3 separate regions of the Sus scrofa genome follow, and all the other regions are linked to region 2. The links are chromatin contacts, called in public HiChIP or PLAC-seq maps. All regions are on one chromosome and are shown on one strand. The core of a region is the stretch at or near the end of the contact, and the rest is flanking DNA. Distances in the headings are between cores, read along the strand shown. Region 1 overlaps LAMC1 (laminin subunit gamma 1). Region 2 has its middle 7.6 kb from the start of SHCBP1L. Region 3 overlaps LAMC2 (laminin subunit gamma-2).

Region 1 (2,700 bases), core at 99-2,598, 180 kb before region 2:
TTGCTTGTAGAAAGTTCTTCTTTTTCACTCCAGCTATCAATGTCCACTTCAATTAAACCTGCTCAGTGTAAACAGGCAAAATTACCTGTCATTCACAGCTGTCTCATTTGTTCCCAGAAGCTACTGGCCTGGAGAGATTTGATCTTTCCTTGGTGCGTCCTTTCTCAGCTTACATGGAAGGTGCCACCCGCTTTCCTACTTCAAGATGCTCCTGGATGCCAGTCCTGTCTTCTCCAGACATTCCATTTTGAGCTTAATGGAAGTGGTGCCGCTGAATTCAGATCTACTGAGAGGGGCTGGAATGCTTACGGAAGGGGTAGACTTTTGGGGATATTTTGAATCAGGTTATGCTAACCCAACTCTGGAGAAACCTCTGACTCTGAAATAACAAAAGGAATAGGGGACAAGGTTTTAAAACCCTACTCAACCCTCTGACACAGTAACTACAGACATGTATTTGCAGCTGAATCACAGCCTCCAAGGGGGTGAGGAACAGGGTGTGTAAGAAAGCTGGTAACTGGTGCCCTCTAAAGCTCTCTCCAAGGAAGTCTACTGAGGAGAGCACAGATTATTCGTGGCAGGTGTCATGGTCATACCTATTTACATGATGGGGAAGGCGGCATGACATCCGCAGGGACTCGGCTACAAACAGAGCCAAGAGTAGAGCAAAGCCTTCCTGCTGGCTCCTAGTTTCTCCAATTTTTTTTTTCCATTTTTTTCTCTTTACAGCCACACCCACAGCAAATGGAAGTTCCCAGGCTAGGGGTCAAATTGGAGCTGCGACCAAGGCCTCTGCTACAGCCACGGCAACACCAGATCCAAGCTGCATCTGCGACCTACTCTGCAGCCTGCGGCACGCTGCATCCTTAACCCACTGAGCGAGGCCAGGGATCAAGCCTGCATCCTTACAGACACCAGTCAGGTTCTTAACCTGCTGAGCCGCAACGGAAACTCCTCCTCCAAACGTCTTCACCCGGCCTAGGTTAGTCAAGTGGGCCAGCCCTCCTGAAGGCCTGCTGGTCCAAGCACGTTACTTTTCTTTTTCCATTACGTCTGAGTGTGTTTTCTCAGTATCCGAAGAACGTACCTGTAGTTTAGCTAAAGACGGGTATTTAAAAGGTGGGAAGACAACTCTTCATACACAGCTGCTAATTTAGGAAGCCCGAGTAATTTGAAAACAGTCCTCAGTAGTCATTAATCAAGTATTGAGACTACACCAGGAGGTCTGGTAAACCCCAGCCCGCAGGCCCGGGCCTGTCTCTGTAAATAGTTGTCCTGGACCACAGCCACGTTCGGCCGTTTACAGATTGTCCTCGGCTGCTTTCCTGCTACAACAGCAGAGCAGGTGTTATAGATGGAATGGTCTGGAAAGCCGGTAACATTTACGATCATGCTCTTATCAGAAAGAGTGTGGTAACCTCTGGACTACATCGAAGTATCCTAATCTGAGAGAGGTTAAAAACATTTTATATGTACATAAATAAATACCTGTCCTCACAGGCACACACACTGGATTGTTCCCAGGAAAATAGATAAGCCAAAGAACACATGCTGAGGCGTTTTCCCTTAGTCATACTGTTTAAAGCATCATAAACGCCCTGTATCACACTCAGGCCACACCAAGTGTAAAGGGTTACAAATATTCAGATTTTATTATAAATAAAATACTGTTTTTTTAACATAAAAAATGCCAAGTGTTGCATTTTATTTACCACCCCGGAGAGCAAGACTGTAGAGATTAAGGCGAACAGCTAAAGTGAAGGCACATGGAAAAGGGCCACAGTTGGAATTCAAAGGCAAAGTTCCAGGGTACAGCTGTCTTTGTCCCCTATGCCACCCAGCATTCTGCAGCAGCCACCTTGTCTGTTTTATTACATAAAGTACAGATAAACTGGGACTATACAGTAATATAATGGCTATATTGCAGGAGTGTAATGAAGGTATCATCTTATAAAGGACTTTTATTTTAAAAATACACTTCTGTTTAAAAATATACCACACAGATGGAAAAGGAGAAAAGAAATGACAACGACGACAACAACAAATCGCCTGAATTTCACCGTGGCTAAGACCGACTGGAGGGAACTTGACCCGCAGGCTAGATGGAAAACGACCTTCGCAGTCTATCTTTGGTCCTTTTCCTGCAACCTTGACCAAGACGTCTGTTAGTACACGGCTGCTGAACCAGAGGAACTGGCTAGGAAACACCGACGGGAACAACGTGGTCAGGAAGAGCCAGGCCCTCTGCAACAGGATGCTTAGGAGGATCCCGACCTCGGTAGTCAACGGTGGGATGCAAGGAGACAGAACGGGGAGAAGCGGCTTCGACACCTCTCCCGCTCCTCCTGTCTGCAGCACCATCTCTGATGCCTGCGCGCTCAGTAATTATGCACCCTCTTGCAAAAATGACCCATCCAGCGCACCCAACTGCCAGAAAGAGCATTTCTAGCTCACTCCTGTTGAGACGCACAGCCATGGCGAAGATGCCCTTTCCTAACTCCATCCCTCCCTGTCAAGCCAGCATCCCTGCTGTGGAGCAGACACGGAGGACATGATGCTACGGTTGAGGACCGTCAGGTCTGCAGGGGAAGAGGGCTCGAGGTACCTCTTTCTCGTGGCTGTGTGTAGAGGAAAGCAGGTGGACGTGAATGTTAAGAGAACGGACATGCTGCAAACACAAGGCGAAGAGCCAAGCAACGG
Region 2 (2,700 bases), core at 21-2,520:
GCTGTAGCCACCGGCCTATGCCAGAGCCACAGCCAATGCAGGATCCGAGCCATGTCTGCAACCTACACCACAGCTCACGGTAACGCTGGATCCTTCACCCACTGAGCAAGGCCAGGGATCGAACCTGCAACATCATGGTTCCTAGTCGGATTCGTTAACTACTGAGCCACAACAGGAACTCCTCATTTTTTTCTTTTTACAGCCCCAACTGGGGCATATGGAAGTTCCCAGGCTAGGGGTTGAATGAGATCTGCAGCTGAGGCCTATGCCACAGGATCCAAGCCGTATCTGTGACCTATGCCACAGCTTGCAGCAACACTGGGTCCTTAACATGCTGAGCCAGGCCAGGGATGGAATCCACATTCTCACATACACTATGCTGGGTTCTTAACCCAATGAACCACAACAGGAACTCATATATATCATTTTTATCTCAATACAACTAGAAGAAAAAATAATTTGGTTCTATGGCTCAAAACCAGAATAGGAAACTTACCTGTTTTACCAAAAACCTGTTGGCTTTATGAATATACACGATGTAAATTATCCATTATTGGTTTTTTAAAGTAGAAGGATTTTTTTTTTTTTTTGTCTTTTGTCTTTGTTGTTGTTGTTGCTATTTCTTGGGCCGCTCCCGTGGCATATGGAGGTTCTCAGGCCAGGGGTTGAATCGGAGCTGTAGCCACCAGCCTACGCCAAAGCCACAGCAACGCGGGACCCGAGCCGCGTCTGCAACCTACACCACAGCTCACGGCAACGCCGGATAGTTAACCCACTGAGCAAGGGCAGGGACCGAACCCGCAACCTCATGGTTCCTAGTCGGATTCGTTAACCACTGCGCCAAGACGGGAACTCCCTACAGCAGAAGGATTTATTGGCCCATATAGCAGAAGAGCCCAGAGTGGGTTCCAAGCTTCAAGCAGAGTTGGATCAGGGCTTTGGCTTTTTCTTTCTCTGTCCTCATTGGTGCTGGCTGTGTACCCAGGCTGACTCTCTTCCTGGCTATAAGAAACATCTCAGCAGGAAATGATCTTATGATTTCATTGTAGGTTTACTGAACTGTTTTACTTTCCTTCGAAATCCAGCAGGTGCTGCATTATTACAAAAATGGTATTTGCGTATTTGACAAATGGTTCTTCAAAGCATCAAAGTGCTAAAGCACCAAACTTTTGATGCTGGACAATGAATAAGGGGTAATATGAGGGCTGTGGACACTCTCACTGTCCAAGAGCATGTGGTCTCTTCAAGTTGAACAGCTGTGTTGGTCACTCATCAGGGAAGCACCCAAGCCTTTGCTTATTTGGAAGACCTGGCACTTAGAGCTAAGCCTTCCTACATTATCACATGGCCAATTTTCTTCAGAGTCCTATCATGATTGATTATTTTAAGAGATGTGGAAAATGAAGCAATGGATATTTTAAAATATCAAGACTTATTTCTATGAACATGGACAGAGCCTAAACAATAACATGAAAAAAATTTTCAAATGTATCATTCTCTATTACTGTATTTTATTACGCACGGTAGTTCTATTTCTAGTCTGATTGTTAAGCAAAGGAGTCAATTTGTATGCTGGCCTAAAATTGCACTGACACGTTCTCCATAGCATAGCCTCTGTCTTCCAGTATGTGGGTCCACATACGTGTGTGGCCTGTAGGGTGGGGGGTGGAGTCAGGGGGATGGTCAGGGAAGTGAGAATAAGCTACTGCTGCTGAGGTCAGCAGCAGGTAACAATCTAAGTGCATCTATGCGCCAACCACGGTTTTGAGCTTTTTTAACAGACATTATCTCAATTAATTCTTATAACCACCCAGTGATACGATTTCTATCATGTTCCCATTTACAGAGAGAAAACCAAAGTTCAGAAAAGCAAGTACATTTCTCAAAGTTGCCTAGCTACAAAGGGGTTAATCGGAGCTCTCTTCCTCCAGAGCCTGAGGGCTCAAATACTAGCCTGAAATGGCTTCCAGTGCTCTTTCCTCTGAAGTTGGCTGCTTGATGGTCCCTAGCAATGCAACGAGAGATGTTTCCCACCTACATTCTGTGCCCTCTGAGAAGCCTTTTCTCTGAGGGATCCATAGATTTATGTTTAGAATAGAAGAGCTTGCCCACGTGTTTTTCTCCTCCAGGAAACACTGTATTTCCTTTAGTCTAATGGCCTTCTTCCCTTTTCATATAATTCAGTATGCTTCAAACTTAATCAAGAAGCTATTATTTGATTCTTTAAAATCTGTTTTTCTAATTGTGATACAAATACCACACAAATTGAAAACTTTTACGAAAAAGAAAACATGGAAATACGTAAAGAACCACATAAAATCCCCTAAAACTCCTAAATAATATTATTAACATTCTCTGGCATTTTCTTCTAGTATATACAGCTTCGTATTTTGTTTTTATTTAATATATGGTTATATGGTAAACATTTTCTCATAATTCTTGAAGGCAACTCTGTTTATCTGAGTCAACATTATATTTCCAGGACTTAGCAGAGTACCTGGGAATACAGCAGTCAGCATCTAATTAGGTGGTTTTTTTTGTGTGTGTGTGTCTTTTTTTTTTGCGCTGCCCCCCACGGCACATGAAGGTTCCCAGACTAGGGGCCGAATCTGAGCTGTAGCTGCCAGCCTACACCACAGCCACAGCAACATGGGATCCGAGCCATGTCTGCAACCTACACCACTGCTCATGGCAATGCTG
Region 3 (2,700 bases), core at 171-2,670, 230 kb before region 2:
AGCTGTGAAGAGTAGATGCTTCGGAAAATAGTGATACATAAGTATTGGTTTCTTCCCTCTATAGAGCAAGGGTTTAAAAAAATCATTAGAGTTTCTGTGGAGGAAACCTGTAGATTAAAAGAGATGAAAAAACAAGGAAGAAAGAAGGGATGCAGCAGAAGGAAGGGGAAGAAGGGAGGACGGGAGGGGGAGAGGAGGAGACAGAAGGGGGAGAGGGAGTGATGGGTGGAGGGGAACGGAGGGGAGGGAATCAGGCAAAACTAACCCACAGTGTTTAAGGGTGTTCTTGGGTGATAAATTATGAAGAAAAGTAAGGAAGTCAGAACAGTGGTCGCTTCTAGGCAGGAGGGAGGGTGTCACAGGACTGGCACATTTTTTAGCAAAGGTCTATTTCAGGTAATTGGGGGTACTGACAACATTTATTTTACATGGCTTTCGATTTCTGTGTTATATTTTGAAATGAAATATGTCTTCAAAAAGTGACTCTTATAACACCTAAGCCCCATTTCCCTACCCCCACCTGAGCAGCAAAGAACCCCACACACACCCCCCACCCCCCACCCCCCACCCCCGGCTAGGAATGCACCTGGCACTTCCTCTGCCCAGGTATAAGTGATTGGCAGGATGCCAAAGAACTGCTTTCTTTCTTTTAAGGAAATAAAGAGAAAGCTTTTTCCTTTGGGGCCCACCTCCCAGCCTTCGACTCACAAGTCTCAGGGGGTGTGGGGAAGAGTTTTAAGTCTGAGCACAGTTTGTGCTTAAGGAATTTCCTGCAGCAGCAACTGAGGATGGATCAGCCTCATTGCATCTCCTGCCCCAATGCGGCTTGGGACCCACAGAGGGTTCTCACCTTTTCCCCTGGTGTGTGTGCCTGTGCACACGTGTGTGTGTGTGTGTGTGTGTGTGTGTGTGTGTACTCGAGCACACACACCCTCCTACCCACCATCCCATCCCTGGGCAGTCCTTCTCTGCACATGATGGTTATACATGGCCATACGCTGCAATATCCCCTCTTACTAGGATTTGCCCATGTTTAATGAGGCCAGGCCTCTTCTGGGACCAAGTCGAGTCATGTGACCTCATGGCTGCATACCACCCTGTATTGGGAGCACCTGGGATTCAGAGCCTGCTGGCCAGGGCACTCTCTGGGGCCGCTGTGCCTCTGCCCCAACATAAACAAAGAGAAGGGATCCACAGCAAAAGTGTGGAGTTCAGTAAGATTTAGGGGCTTGGTTGTCACTTATTTTAAAGCCTGGTCTTTGAGGACAGAGGGCAGGAAGAAGGTCATCAACATTTGTTAAGTGTCCCCTTGCCATAACTGCACTCAGAGGATGAATTCTCACGCTAGTGGCCAAGGACTTTCCCTGCTGTGTCTGTCAGGTCACAGTTCACACAGACCTGTCACAGCGCTCTCCGGTGACAGCTGGCTTGCAGACACAGTGGCCTGCGTCACAGGGCCCCAAGATGCCAGCTGGGTCACAGTCACACTTGGAGTCTCTGGGAAAGAAGGAAAAGAAACTCAGCGATGTCTTTCCAAAGGCTTTGCAACTATACACATACAGATCTAGCGCTCACAAGCAAATGTCACCGACTTGAGTCCATCTTTCATCTTCAGTGAGGCCTCTCTTGGATATTCCTGTCCATGCCCATCGCTCTCAGACCCCTGAAGAATTCATTTGGCCATGCAAGTGCTACTCAAAGCGTGGTCTGTGGACAGCAGCCAGTCGAGGCAATGTTTGCTACCCACTCCTAAAGAGAGGAGGGGTTTGCACCAGAAGGTAAACCCAACGCACCACTCAACTGTCTACTTTGGTTGACTATTTGGGTCAGTTGACATTTTTTTAAAAATTATCACCTATTTCTCTATCGTTGAATTCAACAGTGTCTGCTTTCACCATGACTGATTCCATCTACTTGCTGTTGGGGGTTCATTTAGTTCTTTCTTTTGGTAACACGTCTATTGACCCATAATTCATACCACTCAATTCACTCATTTAACGTGTACGATTCAATGGTTCTTAGTTGATTCTCAGAGTTGCGCAACCCGCGCTACGGCAGGTTTGGAACCTTTTTATCACTCCACAAAGAAACCCTGTGTCCTTTAAGAATCACCCCCATTTCTTCCCCTTCCCCCAGCTCTAGGCAACCACTAACCAGCTTTTTGTCTCTATAGATTTGTCTTTTCTGAACATCTGCTATAAATGGAATCATACAACATGTGGTCTTTTGTGTTTGATTTCTATCACTTAGCATGTTTTCAAGGTTCATCCATGTTACCGTGTGTCAGTAGCTCATTCTTTTTATGGGTGAATAAAATCCCATCACACGAATATGCCACATCTTGTTCATCCCTCATCAGCTGATGGACATCTGGGTTGTTGCCCTGCTTTAGCTATCATGAATACCGCTAATGTGAACATTTGTGTACAAGTTTCTGTACAGATACATATATTTTCATATCTCTTGAATATATACCTAGGAGTGAAATTGCTGTTAGTTTTACTGAATTTTTTTTTTTTTGGTTGCAAGACTTTCACAATGAAAAAAGTCAATATTTAGTATTTTCATTATTATTATTATTTTTGCTTTTTAGGGCGGCACCCATGGCATATGGAGGTTCCCAGGCCAGGGGTCAAATTGGAGCTATAACTGCAGGCCTACCCCACAACTACAGCAACACAGGATCCAAGCTGTGTCTGC

What was found. HiChIP or PLAC-seq counts read pairs in DNA pulled down with a chosen protein or histone mark.
Region 1: an H3K27ac HiChIP or PLAC-seq map of skeletal muscle shows a contact between it and region 2. The contact joins two enhancer-like sites. A contact is called at or near these places in 4 of 47 Hi-C or Micro-C datasets (fetal skeletal muscle, psoas muscle, skeletal muscle and 1 more) and 1 of 2 datasets of contacts at active chromatin or transcription factors (skeletal muscle).
Region 3: an H3K27ac HiChIP or PLAC-seq map of skeletal muscle shows a contact between it and region 2. The contact joins two enhancer-like sites. A contact is called at or near these places in 1 of 47 Hi-C or Micro-C datasets (epiblast stem cells) and 1 of 2 datasets of contacts at active chromatin or transcription factors (skeletal muscle).

The regions. Positions count from the first base shown.
Region 1 is chr9:124,404,894-124,407,593 of Sscrofa11.1, reverse strand. It overlaps LAMC1 (laminin subunit gamma 1), which reads right to left. Exons shown (of 29, transcript NM_001271715.1): 29 at 1,627-2,700. Among named protein-coding and RNA genes, the nearest start is that of LAMC2, 21 kb to the left of the region's middle. Within about 2 kb of position 1,348, at least 10 of the 83 cell types and tissues checked have an H3K27ac peak or open chromatin away from gene starts, as enhancers often do. A contact at or near this core is called in skeletal muscle, where this site is marked.
Region 2 is chr9:124,228,086-124,230,785 of Sscrofa11.1, reverse strand. No RefSeq gene overlaps it. Among named protein-coding and RNA genes, the nearest start is that of SHCBP1L, 7.6 kb to the right of the region's middle. Within about 2 kb of position 1,270, at least 1 of the 83 cell types and tissues checked has an H3K27ac peak or open chromatin away from gene starts, as enhancers often do. A contact at or near this core is called in skeletal muscle, where this site is marked.
Region 3 is chr9:124,462,016-124,464,715 of Sscrofa11.1, reverse strand. LAMC2 (laminin subunit gamma-2) reads right to left here. Exons shown (of 26, transcript XM_021063802.1): 7 at 1,399-1,497. Among named protein-coding and RNA genes, the nearest start is that of LAMC2, 36 kb to the right of the region's middle. Within about 2 kb of position 1,420, at least 2 of the 83 cell types and tissues checked have an H3K27ac peak or open chromatin away from gene starts, as enhancers often do. A contact at or near this core is called in skeletal muscle, where this site is marked.